Linked DNA regions of Mus musculus: regions 2 and 3 are each linked to region 1. Evidence: chromatin contacts called from public Hi-C and HiChIP or PLAC-seq data. All regions are on one chromosome and are shown on one strand. Each heading gives the region's core, a stretch centred on a gene start, on an enhancer-like site or on the middle of the called end of the contact. The rest is flanking DNA. Distances are from core to core; before and after follow the strand shown.

Region 1 (5,057 bases), core at 1,568-4,067:
CAGATTATATTGCATTTCACTTATCAAAATATACAACGAAGTACATATGATCTCCCCACCAAATTTTTTTTTCTTCTAAAATTACTTTCAGTATTTAACCTTCAAAAGACAGGTTTAGGTTTCTGCTCTCTCACTGCCTACTCTCATCATACTTAGACTTACGGGAGTCCAGCATGTGTGTCAGCCATGTCTCTGATCCATCTCTTCAAAGGACCAACCCACTGACATGGAGAGAACTGGGTTCAGAGGAACGTGAACCTCTCAGAAACAAGGCCTCCTAGTTCAGTGTCTAAGTTAGGGTTTCTCATGCTGTGAGAAAACAGCAAGACCAAAAGAGACATCCAAAGGAGAGGCTTGTTTCAGCTTACAACTCTCAGCCCACACTCCATCACTAAAGGAGGTCAGAGCAGGAACAGGGAGGCAGTAACAGATACAGAGGCAGAGGAGAAGAGCTGATTGCTGGCTTGTCACTTCCGCGTGGCTTGCTTAGCCTGCTTTTTAAATAGCACACAGGACCACCAGCCCATAGTAAGTTGGTCTCTCCCATATCAATCACCAATCAAGAAAATACAGCACAGGCTTGTCCACAGGCAAATCTGCCGTCCTTCCTCGCCCTCCCCCTCCCTCTCTTACCCACCCACTCCAGCAATGTAGTGCACCAAGGCCCCTGTGCTCTGAGTCAGACAGTAGTGTCACCTCTCCTGTCCCGCCTCTGACGATTTGTGTGTCTGCCTCTCTAGGACTTGTCCTACAAGGATCGGCACTGGCATGAAGGCTGCTTCCATTGCTCCCGGTGTGGAAGCTCGCTGGTGGACAAGCCCTTTGCTGCCAAGGAGGAACAGCTGCTGTGCACCGACTGCTATTCCAATGAATACTCGTCCAAGTGCCAGGAATGCAAGAAAACCATCATGCCAGGTCAGAACGCATGCCTTTATCATTCGCATGTGGCACTGAGCCAGGTCAGCGATGGACTGTGGGGTGGGACTCTCAGTTGTCCAGAGACAGACACTGGTGTTGATACTTCAGTGCTGGGCCCTGAACACAGGATATGTTAATCGATCTCAGATGCAGGGGTGTGACTGGGAGAGGATGTCGCACGCCTTTGATCCCAGCACTTGGTAGGCAGAAGCAGGCAGAGTTTGGTCTACAGAGCAAGTTCCAGGACATCCAAGGCCTGTCTCAACCCCTACCCCTCAAAAGGTGGGGGGTGGGAGAGGAGTGAGGTGTATCATTAAGAGAAGTGGAATTCCTGTTCGGTCAGCCTTTGATATCTCAGGAATTGGGTTCAGCTACCAACACCCACAGGTTCTCAAGCACCCTATGCAGAATGCCTCCTTCTTATATAAAACATTTCCACAAATATTTAAAATAATCTGCAAGTGGTGTATGAACACTGTTATGCTGTGTGGTGTAATGACAGACGTCTGTATACGTTCTCTAGTGGATATAATTATTTTCTTTGGGGACTCTTGATCTGCGGTTGGTTGGCCAAAGATATACAGCAGCTTGTGGCTAGAGAGAACTAGCCAGAAAAGGAATGCCAGCAATTCCCTGGAAATGCGTCTCTTCCCCTGCCTCGCTCGCTTCTCCCAGTACACGTGCTTTCTTGATCTGCTCTGCTTGCTGAATTTACACTCGGTTATTTCAACAACTATGATTTGTGCTCTGGTGTGCCAGGATGGGCCAGGAGTTGCATGTTGCTTAGCTTCACCCTCTGCCTGACCTCATGACGTTATGTCCTAGATAGACAGACATCAAAAAAGGACAGAACCACAACTGGGTTAAGAACTATACGCAATGATACTATGTCTCTTTTTTTACCTGAAGAAGATGAGTCCCCCCCTGTCTCTCTCTGTCTCTCTCTCTCTGTGTCTCTCTGTCTGTCTATGTCTCTCTCTGTTTCTCTGTCTCTCCCTGTCTCTCCTCTCATCTTGACTTTATATAGGACAAAGGAATCTCTTATTTGTAAAAAGTGAGTGATATCGGGGCGTGGTAGTGCATGCCTTTAATCCCAGCACTTGAGAGGCAGAGTTTGAGGCCAGCCTGGTCTACAGAGTGAGTTCCAGGACAGCCAGAACTATACAGAGAAACCCTGTCTCGAAAAACCAAAAAACCAAACCAAAACAAAACAAAACAAAAAAAGTGAGTGATAGACCAGGTATGGCGGGGTACACCTTTAGTCTCAGTATGCCAGACATAGAGGCAGGCAGATCTCTGTGACTTAGAGGCCAGTCAAGTGAGTTAATAAAAGTATAGGGAGGACTGCTGTAGCTCCATGCCCACTGTGTGGGTTTGATTACCATCACTGAAAAAATGCACACAAATACACATATGTAAATATGGGATTTGAGAAGCAAGTCTTATCATACACATGATGTAAAAATGGACGTTAGAACATCTCAGAGAACCTGACCTAGGATTCTGATGCCTAGCAGTTTAGAGGGTGGTATGATTTAGAACACGGTACTAGCACAGGTGGTAGGTTCAGAGCCAGGTAGCTTTCAGTGTGTCATACTCACACATGTACCTACTGCTTGACATGATGGCTTTGTGTAGCTCCCGGATAAGTACACAAAGCCCACAGAGAGTATCCAGCCATGGGCGTGCAAATAGGACCAGGCAGGTTGGAAGCAGCGGTAAGCAGATCACTTAGATGCAGGGGTCCAGCAAGCTGATTGAGGACAGAGGAAAGTGTGAGTAGATGGAGTTTGGGGAAATGTAACTTTGGGCAATATGGGCTCTGAACCACTCATGTGGAGGAGGCTGATGGAGCCTGTGCAGACAGTGGTCCAAGCAAGGTCATCAGGCGCCCTCTAGTGGACAAACTGGGTATAGGCCGTGAACTCAAATAGCTTACAAGGCAATTTGTATGTTAATGCAGTCCTGAACCCCGGAAGTTGGGAAGCTGAGGCAGGAAGACAGTGCATTCCAGGCCAGCCTGGATGGCACAACCAGATTTCTATGCAAGATAACTAAATAGTTTAAAGTGTCAAGACAGCCTCTTTGAAATCCTTTAATCAGAGGGAGGTTTAGAATCAAGGGGAAGCAGACATATTAAGAAACTTTAGAATCACCAGGTGTATCCACTCTGTGGCCCACAGGATTTGTATGTCCCAGGACAGCCATAAATGTCATGTAACATGTTTGTAGATCACAATAACAATTGCTGTATCAGTAGTTTGCATACCTCGGGACCACAGAAATATTAAGTAACTACTAAAGTGTGTATGAGATTTTAAAAACATGAGTTAACCTTGAGATTCTGAGTTGTAAAGTATATGTTGAGAGAATGATCCATGCTTGCGGTTTAGTTGAAATTTCTTAATGTATTAGCTATTTTAGCACTAATAATATTTAATTATCACAATACCTATAATTTTAACTCAGTTTTGGAACTACTTAAGAATTTGAAGTTTGTTAATCAAAGAACTTTTAAGTAAAGCTATCAAATATGTTAAACTTTAAAGAGAAGTCTAGACAAAATTCAGTTCACTCCACTGATAAATGCGAGCAACATAACGCCATTTAAAAGGATTATTTTTCTTTAAGAATCCTATTCGGTCTCAGGTGCGATGGGACACACCTTTAATCTCAGCACTCTATAGCTGGAGACAGAGCAGATCTCTGAGTTCTAGGCCAGCCAGTTACAAGATGGGGGAGGGGCAGTAAGAAAGCTCAATTGATCCCACCACTTCAGTCTTCCAAGTAGTAGGAACTAGAGGTATCACTTATCATCATCACCATCACCATCACCATCACCATCATTTCTTTACATGTAAAAGCTATAGAAGTTAGGGCTGGAAAATGGCTCAGTCAGAAAACGCCCGTTTCTCAGCACCTCACAGGGGTGTGTAAACCGTGAAATCCCCCTGTCAGAACAAATGGGAGGTTAGAAAGGGCTTTAAAGAAGTGCGACTGCAGAGTTCACACTCATCTGACAAAGCGGATGTTGACCGATGCCCCTCCTCTCCCTCTGCACTGACTCATTGATGCTTTAGCCACATGTGGTCCTGTGGCTAGCAGTCTTCCTCACACAGGGAGTCCCACGTTGTTCTGTGACCACCCTCAAAGGCACAGCTCACAGAAACGAGGAGCATTGATTGGCCATTGGAATCAAGTGTATATCAGGCTCCAGTCGCAGCCACAGTAATTCCTTTCCACAGATGTGTAGTGCGCCCCCATGCGGCAGGGCCACGTGAGTGCTTCATGGCGATTTTGTTGGAAAGAGGCTGTCACCCTTTGTTTCTGTTTGTTTCTGCCCCAACTCAGATACAATAACCATTTTTACCAAGGGGAAGAAAAAATACAAGTCCCAGAAGCAGTTACGTCCTGAAAGAAGAACGGGCTGGAGGTGGAGAGGGTACCCGTTCTCCCTGGGTGTTTCTAAGTGTCTGCTGTGTGAGGAACATGGGCTCTTCAGTGCTGACTATAACATCTGCCAGTGAATGTGTCTTCGTGTACAGATGAAGATGCGTGATACAGAATCTGGAAGATCACAGCCAACCTTGACAGATGATTGAGCCTAAAGTCCTAGTGAGAGAAAAAAGATGATGCAATTCCTGAGGGATGAAACCTGAAGTTGGCCTCTGGGCTCTACACATATGCATGGCCTACACACACACTCTCACACAAACACATGAGCACACGTGTGCACATGCACATGCATGTGTACACACACACACGAGAGAGAGAGAGAGAGAGAGAGAGAGAGAGAGAGAGAGAGAGAGAGAGTTAGAGTTGTCAAGGGTTTTTGAGTTTGTAGTTTCAATGGATCGAATACTAACTCTAAGATCCAGGGCCACCATAACCCTGTGTCGTCCTATGTAGCAGGGCCCCATCGATGTGTGAAGAACACGATGCTTAGGAGACAGTTTTAAGTCAGATTCTGACTTGTGGTGCTGTGGATGTTCATGGCCTCCTACACGCCAGTGAACACCCTGCTGCTGAGCTCCATCCACACACTCAAGCTCCCATCCTTCTGTGGGAGAGTGACTAACTTTCTGTTTTATTTCTGGCTTGCATTGCTTTTGGCAAAGAGGAGGGACTGCAGAGTTCTG
Region 2 (5,057 bases), core at 804-3,303, 400 kb before region 1:
ACCACAGAGTGGGTGAAGTCATGACAGACTTCTAGAGAAGTCTGGACATCTGAGACAGAATTGAGGTCCTGCTTCTTTAATGTTAAAATTTTCCAGGGGTGTGTTGGGCTGTGTCCTGATCTTTAATGAAGTAGTTCCACAGAGTGACTTGGCTAGGAATCATGTTCTAAGGCAAGATGGCAAGCAGACTTCAGTCAGTACAGAAAAGCCCAGGACTTCTACAGCAAATGCACTGCCACAAATCAATATCTCCCTTAACAGGATAAAAACCTCAAGCACTCCAAAGAACCAAGAAGTAAAGGGCCTGTCAGAAAACTTAAATGCCCTGGCGAATATCAGGCACCCTGCAGAGACAGCCCATGTGCTTTGCACCAACTCCATTGAGAGCAGCAAGGAGCCATCCAAGCAACTTAACTGAAATGCATACAAAGGGTAAATCGAAACAACAGCCAGGGAGCAACCAAGTCACCAATATGAACAGTCCACAGGAATCAACTAGACAGCTCACTCCTTTCTCCCTGGGGTCCCCTAAGAGACTGGAGAACGGCAGAGAGTGCAGGCAGGCTTCAGTGGGTTTGAATTTCAACCTCATGACTTACTGTGTGTGTGTTCTTCAGCACAACAGTAACTTCCAAGACTCAATATTCTTCTGAAAAATGAGGTACTCACTTCTCTTTTATGGGTGAGGCAAAGATTAAATAAGTGAAGCCCTTGCTGATCATTCTCTGAAAAGCCACATGAGGTCAGGTGGGGACCTGGGTTTTCTGCTGTGGGAGCTTTCTGCTGGGCTTCAGAGCGACCGACAGCACAATGCCCAACTGTAGAAGGAGTCCACACCTGTGTATCAGCTCCTGCATGCTATTGTAAAGTTCTCTAGCCCCTTTCTGCCAGGGAGTGAAGCCGTGACAGCTTTTAACTAACAGGATGTGGTATTTTGTTACCCCTCCCTGGCATTAGTCTATTGGTGTTAACTATTCAGTTAGCTGCAATCAAAGATAGGAGGAGCAGCTGCCCCTTAAGCACTCACAAAGCTCAGGAGTTCTGCGTTCAGCAGGCCAAAGCCACATCCAGAAAAGACAAAAGCAAACCCTGAAGAGGACTGGATACTGAAGGTTAGCCATCAAAAAAAGAAAATGATGGAAAGGCTGGCTTGAGGTACTTACTATGCACCTCAGAAATATCAGGTCTCTGCTGTAGTCACCAAATAAAAATGATTTAAATGGCTCTAAAACCCGAAATTCACAGAAACAAAGCAACTATGTTCCATGGCTTAGCCTCCAGACCTATGTATAACAGCAGACTCTGGGAATAAGCACCAGTATACATGAGGAGGTCAGAGGAGGGCAGCGGGCATCTTGCTCTACCATGTTCTGCCTTGCTCTCTTCAGACAGGACCTCTCACTTAACCTGGAGCTGGGTTAGTGGCCAACAAGCTCCGGCTCCACCCTACCCCACTCCCACCCCACCAGTGTTAGGGGCGCACATATACATCCAAACACACTTGACATTTTCCACAGGCTTGGGGAGTCAAACTCAGGTCTTAATGCAAGTGTTCTGACCAGGTAGGCCATTTCCCCTCCTCTATTTTGAAACAGAGCCTCATGCAGCTCAAACTGGCTTCAAACTCGGCTATGGTTCCAAGGCAGACCTCGAACTTCTTCTGATCTTCCTGCCAGGATTGCAGGTATGTGTCACCACGTTCCAGCTAATACATTTTCTTTTCCTTACAAAGGAACCAGTCTGAGGTACTTTACTCTGGCAGCAACAAAAATGTAAGCCGTGAGCTCTCTATACTTAACAGTCATGCAGGAGTGTCCCCACCTGTCATTTCCACCAAACACACCCACTCCCTCTCTACTCAACTCATACAGGTCTCCTCTCCAGGCCACTTTTATTTATTTACTTTTATTTTTATTTTTTCCTGTCTCTCCATTTCTCTTTGTCCTTCTGCTGGTCTTTTGGGTTCAGAATCCCCAAGTAATCAATGACTGATGCTTCTGTGTTCCACGTTGAGCCGCAAGGTCTGGAAAGCACCACTGTAAATTTCACTGTAAATGAGCTTCTCCATTCTCACTACTGAGCTCAGGGCTTGGAAAGTCATGCATGGGTCATGTTGAGGCCCTGTTTCCAGCCTCTAAAAACAGACACCGTCCTCTGTTGTCCTAGCCTGAAGACTAGGGTCAGGATATCTACCATCCATATAAACGTAACCTCTATCAGCAAAGTGGGACTCCTCTAAACCTTCTTTCATGGGGCTCTGTACAGGCTGCACTGTACAGAGGCCAGTGCCTGGTCTGACTCAGTCCAGTCCTTGGCTTATTTGTCCTCCCATATGTCTAGACCCCAAGCCCTGCTGTTATTCAGGTTCCCTATGGCCAGACTCTCATTTGTACTAAAACTCCACCCCAAGACTTAACCCGTGCCAGAGGTATTCCCTTCTAATTTTATTTTATTTTTTTTGTAAAATTTCTTTTGCACATGTGTGGAAGTAAGACGCTGCTTTCCTTGATTACTCTCCACTATACTTAGTGCCAGGGTCTCTCACGAAACCCACAGTTCATCAATTCGACTAGTCTAGCTGGCCAGCTTGCCCCAAGGGTTCCTTATCTCTATCTCCTTGGTGCTGGGATTACAAGTGGGCTCTCATGCCCATATGCTGTTTTATGCGGGCACTAACTAAGGATACCCATTCTGGTCTTCAAATTTGTGTGGCAAGTGCTTGGTATTCTAAGACTTGACTTGAGAAAAGCGGGTCTCAGCCTGTGGATCACGACCCCTCTGGAGATTAAACGACCCTTTCACAGGGGTCCCGTATCAGATATCCCCATATCAGCTATTTACACTACTTAGCAGTAGAGAAATAGTTGGGGGTCACCACAACGGAAGAAACTTTATTAGAGGGTTGCAGTATTAGAAAGGTTGAAAACCACTGCTCTAGAATCTCCCTTCTACTCAACAGAGATGGTTGCCAAGCTGCCCAATTCAGTCCTAATATCCATTAGACCAGGCAAAGACAATGCTATGGCTTAGATGAAGACAACCACCATTTACTCCAATTAGGTGAGCCTCAAACAGCTGAATGAAGTAACATCTGAGCAGGCACCCTGTCTGATCTGACCATATCTCATCACGTCATCCTTACTGAAAGCATCCAGTTTACACTGCCATCCTTACTATAAACTGCTTTTACTCCTCCCCCCCCCAGGTTTTTGTTTCACAAAGTCACTTGCAGGAAATACAGTGGCTTAGAAGGGATGCCCAACAGTCATCACACTCACACTTGACTTCCATGAGAGCCAGGCTGCTGAATTCATCTCCCAGGTTCTCCCAGACTCAGTTACCACCATGCTCGGAGTCATGGGGGAATGTTTACAACCACAATAGCAGTTATTGTTCTGATGCCTAAATGAGAACTTGATAAGTCTCCTCACAACCATGGGAGCTGAGAGCTAGAAGCAGGAAGACTACCACGGACACACCCTCACATTTGTAATAATGAGAGTGAGAGGTGGGGAGTGCAGGGGGGAGAGGGAGGGAGGGAGAGAGAGAGAGAACTAAAAACCAGACTGGGTAGATGCAGCAAGCAAGCAGCAGGCATTCCTTGTTCTCACCCTAGAGAGGTTGACTTCAGGAAATTGCAAATCAAGCAGGACGTCATTTTGGTGAGAAGTCAGAAGAATGCACAGGCACCTGCAGTTTTCCCAGGTCTTAAATTCACTCACAGTACATACTCATGATATTGTCTGGTCTCTCAAAGGTCAATTCTAAACTGAAGTCACTACGCTGCTGCAAATGTTCTTACAGAGCTGGGGGTTCATGTCACTGCATCCTCTTGACTATGAGATGCCTTTCTTTAGCCCAGGGAGGTCTCTAAAGAATACCCAGGAAGTGACAGGAACCCTGTTTCCAAGGGCCATTGTAGACAAAGCTGCTGAGACCATATTCCATTACCCCAGTACTACAAACAAGGGTGTTCATCAAACTGGAGAAATTTACAGTTATTCATTATTATCACCTAACCTGGGACCTCACTCAATTTGTGGTTAATTAGGCCCTAGTTTTTCATGTGTAGAATGAGAAATTTTTGTTTCTAAACTGTTCTCCAACATTCCATAAATGCTGACTTAGAGACAGCTTCCAATCTACTGCACAGAGAGGCTTGCCAATCAATCCAGATGGTCAACTCTACGTAGGCAAAACCCGACAGAGCTGAAGTATACTCTGGCTCTCCTATATGGTGTTCTTAGGGAGGACACAGGGTCACTCTTAGGGCAGGAGTAGTGTTACCTTTCTGTTTCCAACTGACTACACACATTTTGCTTAACAACCTATGTCTTTCAATGTTAAGTCAAAAAAGCATATTAGCATGCCCACTGGCTCAAGAGCCCCTTCCTGCTTTATGAAGCTCCCAAATCCTTTCTAGGCAGAATTCTGGCATCTTTACTGTTGACAGGAAATATGTATGTGCGGTAAGCTGATTTGGCAAGGGTAGAGTGCGGTGAGACTTGAAAGCTGTTCCATGTTCACTCATCAGATAAGTGTTGCAGGCAGCTAGTGGCCCTGGCACTCTGTGACAGACACCTGGCTCCTACCCACTACTAGTTCACTGACAAAACTTAAAATGACTAAAGGAGTTTTAAGTATCCTTTGTGGGAAACAGGTATGCTTGAAGACAAGCAAAATCTAATGGTACTAACAGGCAAGAAATTGCCTGGCCCTGTGATCTGGCCTACAGTTCTCACAGGGGACCATTCCAGCCAAAAGAGAGGTGTGATAATCAGTACACAAACTAGTTTACTTTTCTCCAAACATGAAGTCTGCATATGGTGCCCTGAAAGACTCTGTAGTCCTAATGTTGAAAACGTGAGATGCCACATGTGGCTAATGTTCATAATCTCAGCACTTAGAAAGCTGAGTAAGAAGGACTGCTGGGCTGCTGAGAATTCAAGGTCATTTGGGATACATGGTAAGGCCAAGACCAGACCAGCTTACAAGGCAAGTCCTTTCTGTCTTGGTGGGATTAGTTATAAGAATGCCAAGTGTTAAACTAAACATTT
Region 3 (5,057 bases), core at 1,437-3,936, 360 kb before region 1:
AGAGGAGACTGTTATCTGATACCAGAACACATACTGAGCTTAAAACCGGGTTAGAAAGTAAACTTTCCTCACGTGATATGGAGAATAAAGAGAAAGGATTGTCTTGCTTCCTTGTAAACATTAAACAGCATAGAGTGAACCGAGTATATGCCATGCATGTAGGGGTCCTATTGTTGCAATACAACACCATGACCAAGAAACTCGGGGAGGAAAGGCTTATCTCAGCTTAGAATGCTCAGGTCACACTCCACCACTGAGGGATGCCGGGGCAAGAACATGGAGGCAGGCACTGATTCACAGGCCACAGAAGGGTACTGCTGACTGGCTTGCTTCTCATAGCTTGCTCAGCCTTTCTTATACCATCCAGGACCACCTGTCCACAATGGGCAGGGCCCTCCCACATAAATCATCAACTAGGAAATGCCCTATAGATTTAATGACAAGTTAATCCAACCGAGCCATTTTCTCAATTAATTTCCTTTCTTCCCAAATGACCCTAGTTTGTGTCAAGTTGAGAAAACACCTGCCAGCCCAGGACCCAACGCTAGTCGACTCTACTGTGAGATCAAACCAGTGCACGAGTGTCAGAAAACACAGAGGGTCAATAATTCACCAGGTTGAACTCTGTTAGAAAATGCTCCGCTGTCTCTTTTCTGACTCTGTCTTTTTTCCCCCCACTGAGAAAAAGAGAACATTTACAAAGCTCTACTCTCCAGGCACTCTTCTCCAACGTCCCTCAGACAACACCACAGGGACGCCACCCTGCCCCCAAAGAACAGGGAACTCACTCATTTCACAGCCAAAGTTCAAGGGCTCTCCTACGAACACAACCCTCTCCCCCTTGAATTTCTATTCCTTCTCCATGCTCTGCTTTGAAGATCACTCCTACCCATAGCCAACAAAACTCCAGATGATTTAGCACACTCCTGCAGCAGCAGATGGTGTAGTCTGCTTTCTGTTACTGTGTTAAAATATCTGAGAAAAGAAACTTCAAAGAAGCAAAGGTTTATTCTGGTTCATCTTCAGAGCTCAGGCCTTGGTCAGTTGCTTCTGCATGATACATAACTTGTCATAGTTACGGCTACAACTGCTATGCGGAAACACCATGACCAAAAGCTAGTTGGAGAGGAAAGGGTTTATTGGGCTTACACGTCTACACTGTAGTCACTGAAGGAAGTCAGATGGGAACTCCACCAAGGCCCAAACCTAGAGCCAAGAGGTGACGCAGAAGCCATGCCAGAGAGCTGCTCACTGGCTTGCTCAGCCTGTTTTCCTATAGAAACCAGGACCACCAGCCCAGAGATGGCACCGCCCACAATGGGTTGAGCCTTTCCCATCAATCACTAATTAAGAAAATGTTCTACAACAGAATCTTATGGAGGCATTTTCTCAATTAAGGTTTCCTCTTTTCACAATTCTAGTTTGTGTTAAGTTGACATAAAACTAGCGAAGACAAGACAGAACACCACAATGAGAACAGAAGTGAAACAAGGCTGCTCACCCCATGGAATCAGAAAACTAAAAACAAAATGCAAGAGCTTGGAGCTTGTGTCCCCATGTCCTCTTCAAGGGTATGCCCCAATAACTTAACTGGCTTCCTTTAGAAGGTTCTAACACTCAAAGGTTCTATTCTAAATGGCTCTACCACTTCAAGTAGCACAGATCAAAGGCAGACAGAACTTCCTCTCACACCTGAGCTGAGTTTCAACCTTCTGCATGCTAATCACATACATATATGTCCTGGTTTGTGGTACTGGGGTCTCTCAGGGTCTCTCATACATAACTCTAAGTGCACTAGTGCCCATTATCCAAGAATTCACTTCTGTAGTTTCAGTCACTTCCAATTAACCACAGTGTAAACATACTGTCTTGACTCAAGAGAGATCAATTTTATTATAGAATGAGGTTACAAAGGTTCTATCTTATTAGCTACTGCTATTAATCTCTTACTGTGCATAATTTGTAAGTTAAGTCTTACTGTATGATGCATACATGCAGAAAAAAAAAACACAGTATAACAATGTTTGGTACTAGCCAGTGTTGGTATTCTGTCTGGACTCCACCCACACAGTTACCTGGCAACAGCCAGGTATGCTCCTCCCCAGTTACCTGGCAACAGCCAGGTAGACCTGGCCCTATAAAAAGGGCTGCTTGGCCCCTCCTCTCTCTCTTGCCTCTTCCCCCCCTTGCTTCCCCTGTCTTCCCTTCCAGCCTCTAACTGTCTACTCTCTCCTCTCTGCCTTTCTCTGCCTCTGCTACCCTCTTAACTCCCTGTGCCCTAAATAAACTCTGTTCTATACTATACTATATGTGACTGATCTCTCAGGGGGAAGGGGTGCCTTGGCATGGGCCTGCTGAGGCACCCTCTTCCCCCACACCCCAGCAGAACATATCTTAATATCTTTTTCTCTTTTTATGATTACAACAGTCAGTTTAGGATGTGGGCTGGGTTTCTTAGAACATATCTGCTGAAGACAAAGCAGATGTTCTCCTTGCCGTTTGGCACTCAAGTTAAATCTTGGGAACTATGTGCCTCAGGGTTCACAGGCTAAATAGGAGAAACATGCCCATGGTGTCATGGACATACATCACTACTTTCACTCCTAACAGCCATGTGACACCTCATTCCACCCATTCACAGGACAGAACTTAGATAATTGCACAACAGGGCTAACGGAAACAGGTGGCTAAGTGAGAATCTGGTGCCTGCCTGCTGCCTTCAGAGTGTGTTCCCTTTAACTGTGTTCACGGCCCCAGTGTAAACCCGGAGACGAAAGGGGACAGATTACACAGAGGGCCACCATACTTACTCCTCCTGCCAGAGTGTAACAGAGGAGGACACAGGAAAAAGAGCTCCATCAAACACTGGTGGGCGTGACATGGCTCCTATATCCACAAGAATACAGGCCTGCACAAGACTGGCTCTACTAACATTCAATCACAGATAACGGAGGGATTCATGGGAGCCCCAACCACTTCCCAAGGAGAGGGATTGGTAATTTATGATTTGGGATGTCAGGGATGGGGGCTGTCATTGTTACCTATGCTTTAGTGAGTCACAAAACAAAGAAAAAAAATCTGGTGGTAGTATACGCCTTTAATCTGAGCACTTGGGTAACAGAGGTGTGCAGAACTCTGAATTCAAAGCCAACCTGGTTTATTTAGCAAGTTCAGGGCCAGGGCTGCATAACGGGACCCTGTTTCAAAAACAACAAAACAAGACAAACAAAAAACTAAGCCCCAAAACTGAGATAACAGTAAGACTTGGTGAGAAAATGGGGGCTCGGTACGCAGGGGATACAAAAGGGTGGAGTGGTGAATTGAACCAGAATGTATTATATGCATGAACAAACTTTCAAAGAATACATGAATGAAAAGAGATATCACCTCCCACCTGTCAAACTGACAGGTGAGGTACAATGATCAGGATCTGTACCCCCTCCAGAAGAGCTCGGTTAGGGGAAGTGCTGATATTTGACAACGCAGGAAGGGAGCAGTTAACAATGCTCTCAAGTATTCCAGCAATGTTTTTTTACATTTAAACTTTTTCAAAACAAAAACGTAAAAAAATAAAGAGAAAAAATACTTCAGGCATAAGAATGCTATGGTGCCCAGGCTGGAGAGACCAGACTCATTTGTGGCATAATAGCAGAGCAGACAGGCCAGGGGCAGTCACAGGCTGAGATAGATTGGAACAGAAGTAGCTGACCGCCTGTTAACAGGTGACAGCACTGGTATGCTGGGACATTACCCACCATAAAAGTGTCCTGGTTTCTAAACAGGAGATTTCCCCCCAGGCAGGTTAGCGCTTCACTCTTCACTTGAGCAACATCACAGTGTGTTGCCATCTTATTCTCATCCAGATTCATTAATCCACGAGCATTTAATTACTATAACATCAATGGGCTCACCCCAGGCTTCCTAGCTAGGCAATACATGAAAACATTTTTAAATCTAAAATGGACAGATCTCTTGGGAGCCTCGAAATAAGACTTTTATTTAGTCTACTAAATTGGTCTTCAAATTTTGAAGTTACATTTATTGACTTGAAGTGTACTTCACATAGCATTAAAAAATGTCATTTGAAAAAAAGAGCAGGGCATAGTGGTATATCCCTTTCATCTTGGTACTCAAGAGACAGAAGCAGGCAGATCTTTGAATTCAAGACCAGCCTGGACCTATGTATCAAATTCAGGACAACCAGGACTACATAGTCAGACCCTGTCTTTAAAAAAATAAGAAGTATACAATTCGGTACTCTTATTCATTTATAAAAAAACCTTTGGTGTACAAAAGTCTCTATAAAAAGAAATCAGAGAGCTGCATGTAATAAATAATGAACTTGGACTCTGATGCCAGGAGCAGCAAGTTCAAAGTGTAGCTTACATTAATATGCTATTCTTTCAAATAAAATGTTTTTCAGCAAAATATCAACAGTAGGTGGAAGAGAATAAACCCTTCGAACTCCTTTTGGAGCCCTAAGGACATCTGTGCTCATAGTTCTCCTGGAGGCCAAATGACTAATACTGGCTCTGAAAAAGACAGAGCGCCTGTAAATGAGTTTGTTATCATTGTGTTCTAGGAAATAGACTGAATCCGATCAAAACAGTTGTCCTCATAGCCCGGCTCAGATGGTTACACTGCTTAAACCTGCAAGTTCCACCCTCTTAGGAAACTCGAGAAACACTTATTAATGACAAATTAATTAGCAGAGTTCACACCAAACCACCAAATTTCTGAGTAGCAGATTCACAAGCGGTTTCTTCTTGTTGAAAGAGCATGCTGTTTCTGCAGAAAAACAAAGGCAGACAGGAGGCCGACATGTGGACACTTTGTCTCATCTACAGGAGGCTGACATGAGGACACTTTGTCTCATTTGTTTGTAGTTGGGAAAGATTGGGCATCACTGCAGGGAATCACAATGAAGCAGTCTGTCTTGCAGTCTCACAAATCCAAGGACTTCTAGCTTCCACGCTAAGGCATCCCTCTCCTAAAGGCCTCGCCAGAAGCCGAACAAAGAAAGCATGGCTGCCTGGCTTCCCTCACATGGTCCATCA

What was found. A called contact is a pair of places that touch in the nucleus more often than the background predicts. HiChIP or PLAC-seq counts read pairs in DNA pulled down with a chosen protein or histone mark.
Region 2: a Hi-C map of the P5424 cell line shows a contact between it and region 1, with 2.7 times the contacts expected there. The contact joins two enhancer-like sites. A contact is called at or near these places in 1 of 15 datasets of contacts at CTCF or cohesin (pro-B cells), 3 of 484 Hi-C or Micro-C datasets (the P5424 cell line, group 2 innate lymphoid cells and pre-hematopoietic stem cells) and 5 of 115 datasets of contacts at active chromatin or transcription factors (CD8 T cells, DN3 thymocytes, effector CD8 T cells and 2 more).
Region 3: a contact with region 1 is called in an H3K27ac HiChIP or PLAC-seq map of T-cell acute lymphoblastic leukemia, with 2.4 times the contacts expected there. The contact joins two enhancer-like sites. A contact is called at or near these places in 1 of 484 Hi-C or Micro-C datasets (nephron progenitors) and 1 of 115 datasets of contacts at active chromatin or transcription factors (T-cell acute lymphoblastic leukemia).

Annotation. Positions count from the first base shown.
Region 1 is chr1:43,137,556-43,142,612 of GRCm38.p6, reverse strand. It overlaps Fhl2 (four and a half LIM domains 2), which reads left to right. Exons shown (of 6, transcript NM_010212.4): 3 at 741-915. Among named protein-coding and RNA genes, the nearest start is that of Fhl2, 24 kb to the left of the region's middle. Within about 2 kb of position 2,817, at least 32 of the 459 cell types and tissues checked have an H3K27ac peak or open chromatin away from gene starts, as enhancers often do. A contact at or near this core is called in the P5424 cell line and T-cell acute lymphoblastic leukemia, where this site is marked.
Region 2 is chr1:43,538,352-43,543,408 of GRCm38.p6, reverse strand. The region is part of intron 3 of Nck2 (non-catalytic region of tyrosine kinase adaptor protein 2); the gene reads right to left. Among named protein-coding and RNA genes, the nearest start is that of Nck2, 95 kb to the right of the region's middle. Within about 2 kb of position 2,053, at least 67 of the 459 cell types and tissues checked have an H3K27ac peak or open chromatin away from gene starts, as enhancers often do. A contact at or near this core is called in the P5424 cell line, where this site is marked.
Region 3 is chr1:43,497,905-43,502,961 of GRCm38.p6, reverse strand. The region is part of intron 1 of Nck2 (non-catalytic region of tyrosine kinase adaptor protein 2); the gene reads right to left. Among named protein-coding and RNA genes, the nearest start is that of Nck2, 55 kb to the right of the region's middle. Within about 2 kb of position 2,686, at least 60 of the 459 cell types and tissues checked have an H3K27ac peak or open chromatin away from gene starts, as enhancers often do. A contact at or near this core is called in T-cell acute lymphoblastic leukemia, where this site is marked.